Regions from separate parts of the Drosophila melanogaster genome. Here region 2 is linked to region 1. The links are chromatin contacts, called in public Hi-C maps. All regions are on one chromosome and are shown on one strand. Each heading gives the region's core, a stretch centred on a gene start, on an enhancer-like site or on the middle of the called end of the contact. The rest is flanking DNA. Distances are from core to core; before and after follow the strand shown.

Region 1 (6,476 bases), core at 1,650-4,149:
GCGGACTGGGATTCATTATCATGGACCAAACGCACACGCCGGGCAAGACGAACCTCAACCGCCTGCTGCTGACCGCCATGGGATTCATTTTCATCCTGGTCTCCTTCTTCACCACCTGGCTGTTCATGCGCATGAAGCTGCCCAGCTACCTGCAGCCCTAGAATCTCTACTGAAAAACGCTCTCTTAGTACTCTCCCACATTCGAATATCTGTAAACCGAACTGCATTCGCCAGAAATTCTAGTTTAAAAGGCTTAAAGCTGCGGAATACCAAACAAAAACTTTGATTTCGTTTTAAAATTTTGTGTAATAGTTGTAATATTGTTTAAACAGCAGAATAACTGGCTGGCTTTCATCCGAATCAGTTAAGTAAACTATAGAATGTCTCTATTCCGATGCTGTCGAATAAATAATGCAATTGTAAAGCGACTCAAAATAACAATGAAACGAGTTAAGCATTGTTTTTTTTTGGTCGCTCAAGTGGCTCGCCGAATTGAGAATGTGGAACCGAGGAAACCAAACATTTTGGCGTCCCATGGCTCTCAGTTTGCATCGTGCTGTTGGATCGAGCAGTTCACTAGTTCGTCGGCAGAAACCGATTCCTTCGCCTATATAATTTTAGAATCTATTTTTACCCCTAAATATAAGGTACACGCATGTGTAGAAGTGCGCCATTAGCTGATATTGGGCAAATAGTTACCGAGGAACGTTAGAAATACTCTAAGGGAGCAGGAAAACAACCAGCATTGCGCCTGCTACCAAGTGATGTAACCACGAGCAAAACAATTCCTCTAGTGCGCTCATCTCCCAGCGGCTTCTGCGTCGTATTTTGTTTACCTCTGGGCCGAAACCATAACAGAGACATGTCGAAAAAGTGCTCCGTGCGATCGCTGAGCGACAGCGCCTTGGCGGAGCTGGCCAATCTCTTGGTGTCCACCATCAGCTACGCGCAGTATGCCCCGGACGTGCAGCTGGACATTAACATCGTCATGGTGGAACTGAACGAGTATCTGGCCCAGCTGGGAGCAACCCCCAATATATACCAGGATCTGCTCAGGGTGATCCTCAGCTCGGACTATCTGGACGCCAACATGCGGTTCACCTGCCTGCAGATGCTGCTCAACTGTGGCGTTACTTTCCTGATGACCGAGGTGTTTCCCTTCAGCTACTACGAGAAGATCCTGCAGGTAATCAAGGAAAATCCTATATAGAAGACTCTTTTGAACAAGGGTTCAATTTCCAGGTGATTGCAGCCCAAGGCGCAGGACTGAGAGTGCTGAATATCAAGGGAATCTGGGTCAAGGAGGAGCACATGCACTACATGTACGACATAGTGAGGAAATGCAAGCAGCTGGTCAAGTTGTATGTGCCCTATATTGCCAACGATCGGCTGCTGGAGGAGATCGGTAACTGCTGCACCCGTCTGCAGATCCTGGACATTTCCGGCGAGACCGACATCACGGAAATCGGCATCGATCTGCTGGCCAAGGGCGTGTGCTCACAATCACTAACCGTTGTGGATGTGGGCATGCCGGGCGAGGAGAACATCTGCTACTCGGACATTGCCCTCATCCTGGAGCACTGTCCCCAGGTAGAGACCCTCTCCACTTACTCCTTTGTCGGCGCCTCCCTGAAGTTTATTCACGACAATGTCGACGATCGCTTCAAGTGCCGACTGAAGTACATCCACGACACGGGCACGGATGAAGCCACCTTGCAGGTGATCATGCAGACGTGCCCCAGGCTGGAGACCCTTTATCTGGACTCGCCCAAGACGGGTAGCCTGAGGGCTCTTAGTACGCGCAATTTGCGCAAATTGAAGATCTACAAATTTGTGGTGGCCGAGCTACTGCCCCTGCTGGAGCGTCCGATTGGCAGGAATCTGCGTCATCTCACCATGATCAAGGGACTGGGGAACCTTGAGCTGGGCAAGCTGGCTCGCCTGTGTCCCTCGCTCATTGATCTCGACTGCTATATGATCGACAGTCTGTCCTACGGAGCCGGACACGCCAAGTTCCAGCAACTGGAGGGTCTGGAGATTCTGAGCAGCGCCATTCTGACCAGTTCTTTGAAGGCCTTCCTCTGCAATTCCACCGATCTGAAGAGACTGGCGGTGGACACGGTGGAGTTCACCGACGATGATATTATGAGGTAATCATATAATATACTTCTTTCTGCAGTAATCTATCAATTAAATACTTCTCAGCATGTTTATGCAGCACGATTTCAAAGTTTTGGAGGATGTGTGGTTCACTCTAGCGCCAGAGCTCACAGTGCAGTCTGTGGAGGTAGGGTACTGGCTTAAATCCATCTAAATACTTGGCTAATGTGAGTTTTTTTCCAGTTATTAATGGACAGCTGCCCGGAACTGCAGTCCGTGGGTCAACTGAACGGCTGGTCGCTGACGCCCGATGATTTGGCGCTGATTCGTGGACTCCTCAAAAGCGGCAATTCGAGCATTGTACTGACACCAAACGGTTTTCTAGCTTGAGTATTATTAAGACATTATTTTAAGCTTTATAATTTAAGTTTGTGCTCTAGTCTTAAATTTACCTGAAACGTATTTGTTTCTCTTTCCAGCGCCTTCAATAGCACTCGCGTTGTCTCTCTCCCGCCAGGTGGAGCAAACATTGTTGTGAGCAAGTCAAGTGTTGTGTATTCTAGTCTGCTTGTGATATTATTAAAATAAAGTTGTTTTAAATTATATAGTTATGTCTTTGAAAGCAAGTATTGAATTTGAAAGTGCCGCCAAATTTTTGGCCAGTCAGTGTTGAATAGCACACTTAACATCATATGGCCACACTATACAAAATGGTATAGTGCACGATGGTATTTATTTTCACCCCAAGCAGTATTTCTCACCCCCTTCGCTGCGGTCCTATTTTTTATGCGCAAAAAGTGAAGAATATTTTGCTCCGTTCAGACGAATTTAAATGAATTTACACATGAATCTCATTCGCCAATAACTTAATGAGCGCATTTAGTCGTGCAAAAACTGAAAGTGCGTGAAAAAGCCAACGTAGCAGTGATAGTGCACCATTTTAGCAGCTAGAAAACCGAATGAACAGCGACTTCCGCAGACGTTGAAAAGTGCCACATAAAAGAAATAGGTGAAATAAACAAATAAACGGTGGAGACTCGATAAACAAAACCGCGGAGTAGGAGTGTCCAACGGGCGAAGGGGAAGGGCAGGAAGGAGGAGCGGCATACCTCGCCGTGTTGTCATGCATTTTGTCACACAGCAACGGGCACAACAGCAGCACCACAAGTCCTCCGCCTCCTCGTCCAGCTCCTCGCTGGCCTCCAGTTCCTCGTGCTCCGGATCGGGATCGGGACTCGGACTAGGATCCTCATCGCGGTTCGCCGCCCTGCGCAAGTCCGCCAGCCAGGGTGCCCTGCCCAAGTCCTTGGCCACCGCCCACAGCCTCTTCCATCGTCCTTCGTCCACGCAGGGCAAGCACAAGCGCACCGCCAGCCTAAATGCGACGCTCATGTGAGTTGCCACGCCCCCGCACGCCCACCTGCCCGGAAACAATTCTAGAACCTAAAGTTATACCACTGCACGGAAAGAAATCGAATAGTCGAAAGTTCCAATTGGAAGTATCAAGTGTGTTCCCTCTACAGTAAAGCGTTTATGTAAACTATGTAAAATATGTATGTCTAGCGAGTGTAGAAATCAGCTGTATAGAAATTGTTATGCTTCTCAACGTTTTACTTAGAAACGTCGTCAGTCTCTAAAGAACTGAAATATTTTTGTGTGTATGTATTATCTCCAGCACTGCGGAACTTGGAACTGATTTCTTTCCGTGCAGCGGAAACCTAAGAGCTAAGCGCGTTAATTTGTGGTGTAGGATTGCCCGCTGGTTTGCATGTTTAACCCGTTGCTAGTCATATTGCATGTCGTTTATAAGCCCCTCTTTGTTCCTTTCAGTTTGAGTTATCCACCCCCACGCCCGTGAAAACCCCTTTCCAAATCCGTGATAAGGCGGTTTGCCCCATTCTAATTGCCCCACACCTCGTCTTTCGTGCATTTTGATAGCATTTGCGTTTATTGCGCAACAGTTGCTCCACCGCAAGGAGACGAGTGTATGTACATTGCGTTTCATTGTGTTAAGGCGTTCTAGGATATCGATTTTCTGGGTCCCTGAGGGTCCCCGACTAAAGCGAAAAGAGTCAGTAAACAAACAGTTGCTTTCTTCGCTGGAAAAACTGAGCCAATGTGTCTGGGTTATCAACGCACTTTGCGGGTTATCAGTTGAATTTGTGAATGAACTCAAAGTAGGGGAAAAACGGTTGCCTTAATTAATAGATAGCAAAATAAACAATGACTTTATTTAAATAGCAAGTGGAAGTTTTCGAGAATTTCGAAATTAAAAGTTAAATAGATTATAAATACCGCGCGTATTTGCCCATATTTTCATGCCCAAAAATGAAATTCAATTAAGCACAAGTTTGCAGTCTTTAACCTTTCAAAACTCAGGCATTTCGGTTGCTTTTAGTAAGGTGCTCATTTCGCAGCACATTTAAACACTCGGCATTAGGCTAGTAATTGACCAATTTTCAAGGACTTTCACATTTTACAGCTCTTGCACCCACTGTACTCAAATGTACCACAAAAAATATATAATTTGTTTTTTGTGCACTCAAGCGTTTTTCACGTAAAACTCGAGCATTTTCGATTGGCCTTGGCTGGATTTTGTTTTTGGAATGCATTTGGTTGGGATATTTGGCCGATATAAGCTTGGTTAATATTACGGCTAGCGTATGCAGTCGTCTGCTATTGTTGGATGCGATTTTTCGACCCCGAGAAAACCGAGAAACCGGGGGCACTGCCACTATTCCGCCGACGGCTGCTCTCGAGTGCAAATCGGAACGTCGAACTGGGATGACGTGCCCGGCACGAGCTCCCACTTTCCGATACCACGGGGCATTCAGTTTGAAGTCCGTATATCTCGCCATCGCGTGCCTTAGACAACCCAGCGAACAAACAAATGACAATCGAGAGCAAAAACAAAACGACAAAGCGGCTCTGAACACGGAAAATTAATTAAAAAGTTAACAGCAAAACGGTGGATTTTCTAAGTGTGTGCCTCTGTGTGGGATAGTTCATAAATTAATGACATTTCGCCGAGCGGTGCTAAAAATAAGCATAATTTTTGCGCTGTTTACGTTTCGTCATCACTTTTGCGCGCTGGCCGAGACCAGACTTGGCCACTTTTGGCCACCTTTTTTCGGCTGTTCCGCGGCGATGACATAGATTCGCTTGGACAATACAAAAGAGCCAAACAAATGCCGAAGGAGGATATAAAGAAGCCGCCGAGGAAAACGCTGAATGTGGACGCAAAGAAGGCCAAGCGAAAAAAAATGTAATACTTGGTTTGCTCCTCACTATTGATTTTTCTCCGTGCTTAAGTGGTTGTGGTTGTGGAAGGTGCCGGGGTTTCCAATTGTTCCAATGGCGCTGATGTAGCCATTACAAACTCTCACTAAAGTAGTTTCCCCTGGGGAAAGTGGTCTTTCGAATCCGACTTCCCTGACCAGTGGAGCACTATGTGACCACGAAGGCCAAGGTTCAGGGGGCAGGAGTATCTATTATTCAAGCGCCCAGGCGGTGCAATTGCAATCGTAATGATTACCTGCGGTCGGTCTGTAGCAATAATTGATGCACAGTATATCGGTAATTGCGTTGAATGCTGAATGATATTTCCCATTGATAAACCTGTGCATATTCTTTAGTCACGCATTTTAAAACAAAGGCAAGTTTTAGTCATACATACATATTGAAATTCACAACGAAATTCAGTGTTCAGTCAGCAAAAATTCCTGGAAATTTATCTTATTTCATTTGGGAAATTATCGTTTGTTTTGACTTTGCTAAAAATAAAAAACTAATTCCATATAGACGCCCCTAAAAATGTCTAGTAAAGTAAATTATCTTTCTTAGTTAACTTTAATGGAAACTATATTTAGTACCAAATCACGACGACTAGTTCATCTTGCATGTTCTCCACTTTCCCAGAATTTTCTTCCCAAACAATTACGTCAATTAAAATGGTATGTAATGGCGAATGGTTTCCTGTTTGAATTTACCATTGGCAATAATGTAAAGTAATCATTTTGAAAATCTCAATCATTCGAGTATTTTGTTTTTTCCTGTCTTATCTCAGTTGGTCGTTACAACTTCTGAACTCCGCTTTATCACAAAGTATTAATTCTATATACAGATTATAGGCCATTACATTATCTCTGATCTTTCACACATTTTAGCTGACTCAATCAATTATGAATACACACTCGTTTAATGAGTGTGAATCGTCATTAAGTCATTAGTGGTGTTCGCGTCACTTTGTTTACTCGATTCGCAAATTATTCGAATGCATATATGCATTTTTCATGAACTTGAACTGAACGTCGTGATAAGGAATGGTCCAGTTGACTCTATCTCGATCTCTACATATATAAAGGGTGGATCTGGAA
Region 2 (6,476 bases), core at 1,916-4,415, 2.6 Mb before region 1:
TAATATGCAAGTGGTATTGCTTTCTTCCATTTTACGATCTGTGATATTGACATTTGTCACAGAACTGTGTTTTTTGTTTCTCGCTTATAAAAATAACTATTATTTTGAAGACAAATATGTGTTGTGCTAGGTTGTATTTGTTCAGTTTAGGAATGAGATTCGTGGTGTGATCATTCGATTTGTTGGAAATTGTTGCATTTAATTTCGATTTCTCTATACTTTTCTTTAAAAATATATCACAGCTGCATTTCAAGATAAATTTTTCATTTTTCCTATGACTCCTTTTTCACTTTCTTTGTAAAATGTGTAGAAAATCTATTTAAAATGTTTTGCTCTTCTTTTTCTTATTTGTTCTTGGGCTAAAGGGAAGCCGACGTAAAAACAGCAACAAATTTGGCAACCTAGTTAATATTAGTCAATGTCCACGAAGACGGAATGCGTTTGCTTTAGTTAGACACATAGCGTACTCTTGAGTATAAATGGGGGTATGGGTTAAACTGGGTCGATTTTATGGACGCAAAAAATAGATAAATCGTGGGAGAGAAACCTAATCAATGAACATTTTATGCCAATATCAATATACAACGTGTGTCCCGAAAATCAGGGTTTACCATAGGCATTTGTGTTTTCTGATCAAAAGCGAAGGGTGAATCGTAATTTCCGGAACATAGTTACTTTGGCAATAGCATTAGGAATTGATCATTGACTAGATTCTATCAACGATTATCGTGCATCCAAATCGATTCACCCTAGTATGGGTTTACAAGGAATTTATAGTATAGTTAACTAACCGGAGCGTAGATGAGTAGATACAGATTCTTATTTTGAAGTTGGTGGATGCTCCATGTGGCTTACCTCGAAGTTTCCCAAATCCTTCGCCACCTTGGGTGTCCTTCTAAATGGCCGTGGGAGCAGACAGAGCCATTTGTCAGTGCCACTTTGACTTTTGAGTGTAGATATCGGCACGCAGGTTCTGAGCAAAGCAAATGCCCAAGATCTACAAAAAGTGTATCGTTACAAGAAGAATCTATCTATTGTCATAGTGAGAAAAATAATAAAATCAAACAGAAACCTGAAAAAACATCACAACTATAACAGTTGCGGAAATAATAATCAAGTTGTGCTCCATCCATTCTTCGCCTGCTTGAACACAGCCCTTTTCGTAGATTATTTTGGACAACTCCATGCCCTGGTAAGAAATTAAAAAAATAAAATAAATATAAAGTCTGTGGGAAATTATAAAACAAAAAGATGTAACTACTACGAGTAAAAACCATATTTTTAAAAAAAATGGGACCACCTTAAAAACGATTCTCTCATCTGAACTACACTAAACTTAAAATTTTCAAAGATTCAAAAAGAAATATACAACGACGACTATAGAAATGTTTTGCACCTGCAGGACGAGCAGAGCCACGCAGCCAATCGCCACACTAATCAGATGGGCCTCCAGCCAATCCTCGCCAGCGCGCAAGCAGCCACGCTCATGTATATTCCTATCCACCGGCTGCATGCGTACGATTCGTGGGTGAATTTCAATATGCATTTCGGAAAGACGGGGGAAAACAGCTAGCGGACTTACATATCCCTCCTTGCGTACATCGTAGCCGCATTGCTTGTTCTTGATCACCTCCTGCGGACGTCTGCGGCAGCAGGAGAATGGCACTCCGCACGCCTCCCTGCTGCCAATAGCGATAGACGAGCAATTGAAGTAGTTGTTGCTGTCCCAGTCCTTGGGACCATCAATGCCGCAACACTGCAACCAATCCTCCTGGATCCAATCAATGAGATTCTGCTGGTCTGCGTCCTCGCGATAGTGGCGAATGAAGGCCTTGAGTCCCTCGGTGGCCTGGTCTTTGATCTGGAAAAGGCAAACCTTAGTAATGGCTGGCTAGAATAGTGGCCTTCAAATGGAACTCACCCAGCCCTTGTCCTTGAGCACGAAGGCCACGGCACAGAAGCCGATCTCTGCGATAAGCAAGACACTCAAGAAGATGGCGTACTGCAAGCGGAAAAATAAGGATTAACTAGGTCCAGAGGGGATCCACTAACAATGTGGTACCCACCGCCCCCAGGAGGCAGGTGTTCTCGCGCAAGGCGCCCACGCTGCCCATGAAGCCCAGTAGGAAGGTGACGCCTCCCAGGATGATCAGGACGAAGGCCGGGTCCAGGGCGATGAAGTGCAGCCGCGCAATGTTGCGGAACATGCCCTTCTCGCTCCAGGCCCAGATGCCAACGGAGAGGACCAGCAGGGCCGAGAGCCACAGGATCACATTGCTGGCGAACAAAAGGTACTTCAGACAGCAGCTGATTTCACTGGTCTCGCGGCGGAACTTGCGCACAGCAGCTGGCATTGCTCCAATTTTAACAATAATAAATATGGCCAAAAGGAAACAAAAACGTATGAAATTCTGCTCGCCAGTGTGACCGTGACTGCACTTTTTTTATCACGCAGTGCGACGGCTCCAAATACGTTGCAAAGAATACCGTTTCCCAAGAAAACCGCCATTTTGTTCAATCTTACGAACTTTAAAACTTGGATGTTTGTTTTTTTTTTATTGATCTTGCATAAACAATGTATTTTACAGAAACCAGTTTGCGTATTTATTTCATTTTCTGCTGATTTGTTGAGTTGAGCAACAACAATTTCATAGGCATTACCGTTAACTAAATACTTATGTCTACTGGTTATTTTAAATATATTATACAAATTCAAATTCTTAAAGCCAAGGCTTAAATTAACACACAGTATTCTAAAAACAATAAAAGAGCTCACTTACTTATATTAATAACTTAGAATATAATTCACTCTTGTAGAATGCCAAACTTTCTTTTTTTAGCTTACCACTGTATTGAAACACATTTCATAAAATTAATTAAAAAAGCGTACTTAGGAAACCTTGCGTATATGCTCGATGGATCCTATGGATGTTTCAAGTCCTGTCCCTGAACCGGCATAGTGTTAAACGCGGCGCCGGCTAGACTGAGTAACGCCTATGACCGAACTGATTTTGAATCTAATACAGAAACGAAACAATAAACGGGGGGTCGGCGATAAGACGAGATCCGATTCGTCGACCTCCGCCGATAAGAAACTGTGTTTGATTTGAAGGCCAGTGCTGCACAACGCGGACGGTGGCTGGTATTTTCCCGAACTTTTGTGGGGCAGATCGACGTTTCCGGCACTTCGACGACGGGTCACACTGGACACATGTAGCAGGAAAAAACGCAGACATCGGAGAAAGAAATCAGAAAAGTAAATTCGCATTAAAGCCACCTCGCCAGTGCCGTGCTCGGTGGTTTTATGGAACACTCATTTCGATCACATACCGAGCGTGCGCGTCTTCCAACGACTTCCTATGACGACAGTGAGTTTTTGCCCAGTGTAGGGTGCCCAGTTCCCAGTGCCCGAACCCAGTGCGATTGTGTGCGTGCCAGTGTGTGAGTTTAGGGGCACTTCTGATGGCTGAAAACGTTTAATTAGCAGCGAAAAGCGAACAAACTAGCAAAACGCAGACGCCCACCTGGCCAAGTCGGTGCATATAGATCAGGAAAAGTGCGGATTGCAGCCTCTGCGTTGGCCAACAGCGAAAACAACCCCCCGCACTAGTCGTGGAAAATGTTTGTATGTGTGTTCCCTCTGCTGGCAGCGCAATCGGGATTCCGAAAATCCGTAATAATTGTGAAAATGCGGCCAGAAGACAACGCCAGGTCGCGGCTAGGTTAGGAACCACGTCGCGGATGAACGGATTACGGTGGAAAACCGCGGACGGAAAATCGCGCACCAATTGCACACGCCAGCAGAGCAGCGACAGCGCTGCAAAGTGCGTTGCGTCGCTGCCCGGTCGCCATCATAGCGAAAAATATTGTGATCCCACGCCTGGAAAGCCAATATATGCCACTGAGTTTAGTGACTTTCAAGTATATAGTGAATATATAGCTCCAGTCGAGCTGTTCGCGGGGAGTTACTATTCGAAAAGTACAGTGCTGCAGTCACCTTCCAAAAAAAAAAATCAGTTCAGCTTTTCTGTTTCCGCTCACCGCCACTCCCCCCACCGTTGGAAATGTGCAATATGGCAGGGCAAATGCGTAAATTTTGCGCTCCTGCTGGAAAGTAACCAATATCCAGTGCTAATTTCGCCAAATCCATCCATATTTATGTACATGCTCGGTGCGAATGTGTGTGCCTGTATTCGCGTACCTGTGTCTGTCGTGCCCCGTGTCCGTGTAAGCTGTTTGTTTGTGCCCGTGTAAGCTGCGTGCGGGTGTGTGTGCGCGGCTGAAAATGGAAATTATATAAAAGAAGCTTTCGGCTTAGGCTGCTTTTCCGAGCGATCGGCGGCCGCAGAACGGAAAATCAGTTTCCCCCGTCCAACACTAACAGCGAACAGCTGGCTGCAGTTTGGAAAATGGCACTTGTCACGACGCCGTGCTGCCCAATCAATAATCCGAAATCGCAATCCACCGATTTTGATTTGGAACGGATTCGCAGGGAAATAATATCCCATTATCCCGAGCAGAGCAGCAAACGTAGCATGCCTCTGCCGGCGTCGCTGTCGACGATGTACTTTGCTCACTTGATACACAAAAACGGTACTCGTCGTCGCTCATCTCGCTCTCTCTAGGCGAGAGCGGGCTCTTCCTGATCAAGCACACGGGAAACTATACACACACACACATACGCACGCACCGCCAGTCAGTCAGGCAGGCACACATTGCCCACCCACTTCTACTCCCTTTTCGGTGGTGGCAGCAGTGGCAGTGGCGCCCCACATTCGTGCGAGAGTGTGTGTGCGTCACAACAACCACCAAAGCAAAGCTCTGTCGCGGCGGCTTCCTTGTGTCTAGCTGACAAACGCGAAAAATCTGTTGGGAACTCCAGCCGGAAGTTGGAGTTGACAGTGGTTTTCAACATGGCTTCGTTTCCGCTTCTCGATTTCGTCAGCTGAATTCGTAGATAACAGCTTTCACCTTTTGCTCAGTGTATGTGCTTGTGTTAGTGTGTGTGTGTGTGTGCATGAAGGTCCTGTGTGCTGAATGTTTTGAATACAATGCGTATAAGTATAATCCCCTTTTGCACACTTGGTGTATACATGTTCGCTATCGAATTTGTAAGTTTATTGGTCGCTATGTTATACATACACACGGCCAGGAAATCCCCCGTGTTCGTGTCCGGGGTTGTGCCTGTATTGGCGTGCTCCACTTTTGTATGCAACAAATTCAGTGCTGCTGGCTAATCGCCGCTGCACTCTCTCTCTCTCTCTCTATTACTCCTCGGGAGAAGCCACATCCCCCTGGAGGGAAACATGCGAGAAAGGCATTACTTCGCCTAGGTCCAGTGCAGTTGCCCATCCTGCGATCCCGCCGGCGGCACTGGATACAACCTCACAACCGAAGTAATCGTTTGGTAACTGCACTTGCACCGTCGCAAAGTCGAGTTTTCACCTCTGTAAATGTTGTTTGTTTACCTGCGAGGGTTGAGTGCAGGCACCACAACACATATACACACACACACAGGTGTGCGGCGATTTGATGTAGATACAGTGGGCCGCAGGGGTTCCCTCTCCGATCAATAGGAGCGGTAGGAAAGTCCAACTAAGACGACAGTTCTCTTGTGGATATTAACCAATTTAAATCTGTCGACGGGGCAACGAATCGTTAATTAATGCAAGGGGCGCGGGGCGGGAGTGTGTGTATCTGAAAAGCCACCATAATAGCTCTACCAACAACAAGTAACCCCTAGTTGTTGAAATATTTATATATATACATATATAAACTGCAGTAACTACAATTATTATTGAGTTATTGCAAACAAACCTTAGATAAACTTTCATTGGCTTAAAAGTCAAATTTAAATAACGTTGTAATTAGGGAGAATTTAATTGGTATATTATGCCGTTTAAAGTAGAATAAACAAACTGCCAATAAGCCGTTTCTTACTAGCAACTTTAGGTAATGAGTACTGTAGTTGAAGCTGAAATACAAAGTAGCTAAACTGCCAAGAAGTGTGTCTGCCACAATAATTAAATAACCGGGACAGGTCTTTCAACCCTAATAACGAAAACAACCTTTCCGGAGCGAATTTAATATTACCAAGTTGTGAACTCATCCGTAACTTTTATTCTCTATTTCAGAACCGAGCGGAATAAATTTAATCTGAACTCATCTTAAAGCTATGTCCGCCAAAACTGAGGCGGACAACACGACGGCCGCCAACTCCGGCGGCGGAGGAGTCGGGAGCGGCACCTCATCCGGCGGGGGCGCATCCGCGAATGGAACAGCAACTCCGGCACGTCGTCTGCGTACCCGAAACTCAACGGGCAACGGGACTAATAGTGGAAGTGAGTCCGTAAAGAAATCCAATGCTAACGACGAGCCCTCGACCCCAGTCACCCCGGCAGGAGCAACAGGATCTCACACCCATGCTCCGCCAGGCATTTCTCCGGCGGTAATGGAACGGCCTATGCCCAGTGTTC

The links. Hi-C and Micro-C count contacts between places; a contact is called where the count stands out from the background.
Region 2: a contact with region 1 is called in a Hi-C map of the Kc167 cell line, with 2.5 times the contacts expected there. The contact joins the promoter of Kdm5 here to the promoter of GramD1B in region 1. A contact is called at or near these places in 3 of 107 Hi-C or Micro-C datasets (the Kc167 cell line and embryo).

Annotation. Positions count from the first base shown.
Region 1 is chr2L:3,369,795-3,376,270 of dm6, reverse strand. It overlaps GramD1B (GRAM domain containing 1B), which reads left to right and starts at 2,899. Exons shown (of 10, transcript NM_134926.4): 1 at 2,899-3,492. The coding sequence starts at 3,224. CG15412 reads left to right here and starts at 560. Exons shown (of 5, transcript NM_001273067.1): 1 at 560-1,186; 2 at 1,243-2,150; 3 at 2,206-2,287; 4 at 2,344-2,490; 5 at 2,580-2,704. The coding sequence starts at 863. The coding sequence ends at 2,490. It overlaps CG9662, which reads left to right. Exons shown (of 2, transcript NM_001273068.1): 2 at 1-439. The coding sequence ends at 161.
Region 2 is chr2L:5,996,190-6,002,665 of dm6, reverse strand. It overlaps Kdm5 (Lysine demethylase 5), which reads left to right and starts at 3,165. Exons shown (of 5, transcript NM_001298720.1): 1 at 3,165-3,368; 2 at 6,135-6,476. The coding sequence starts at 6,176. It overlaps Tsp26A (Tetraspanin 26A), which reads right to left and starts at 2,438. Exons shown (of 5, transcript NM_001273190.1): 1 at 2,067-2,438; 2 at 1,922-2,002; 3 at 1,583-1,861; 4 at 1,397-1,507; 5 at 1-997. The coding sequence starts at 2,354. The coding sequence ends at 929.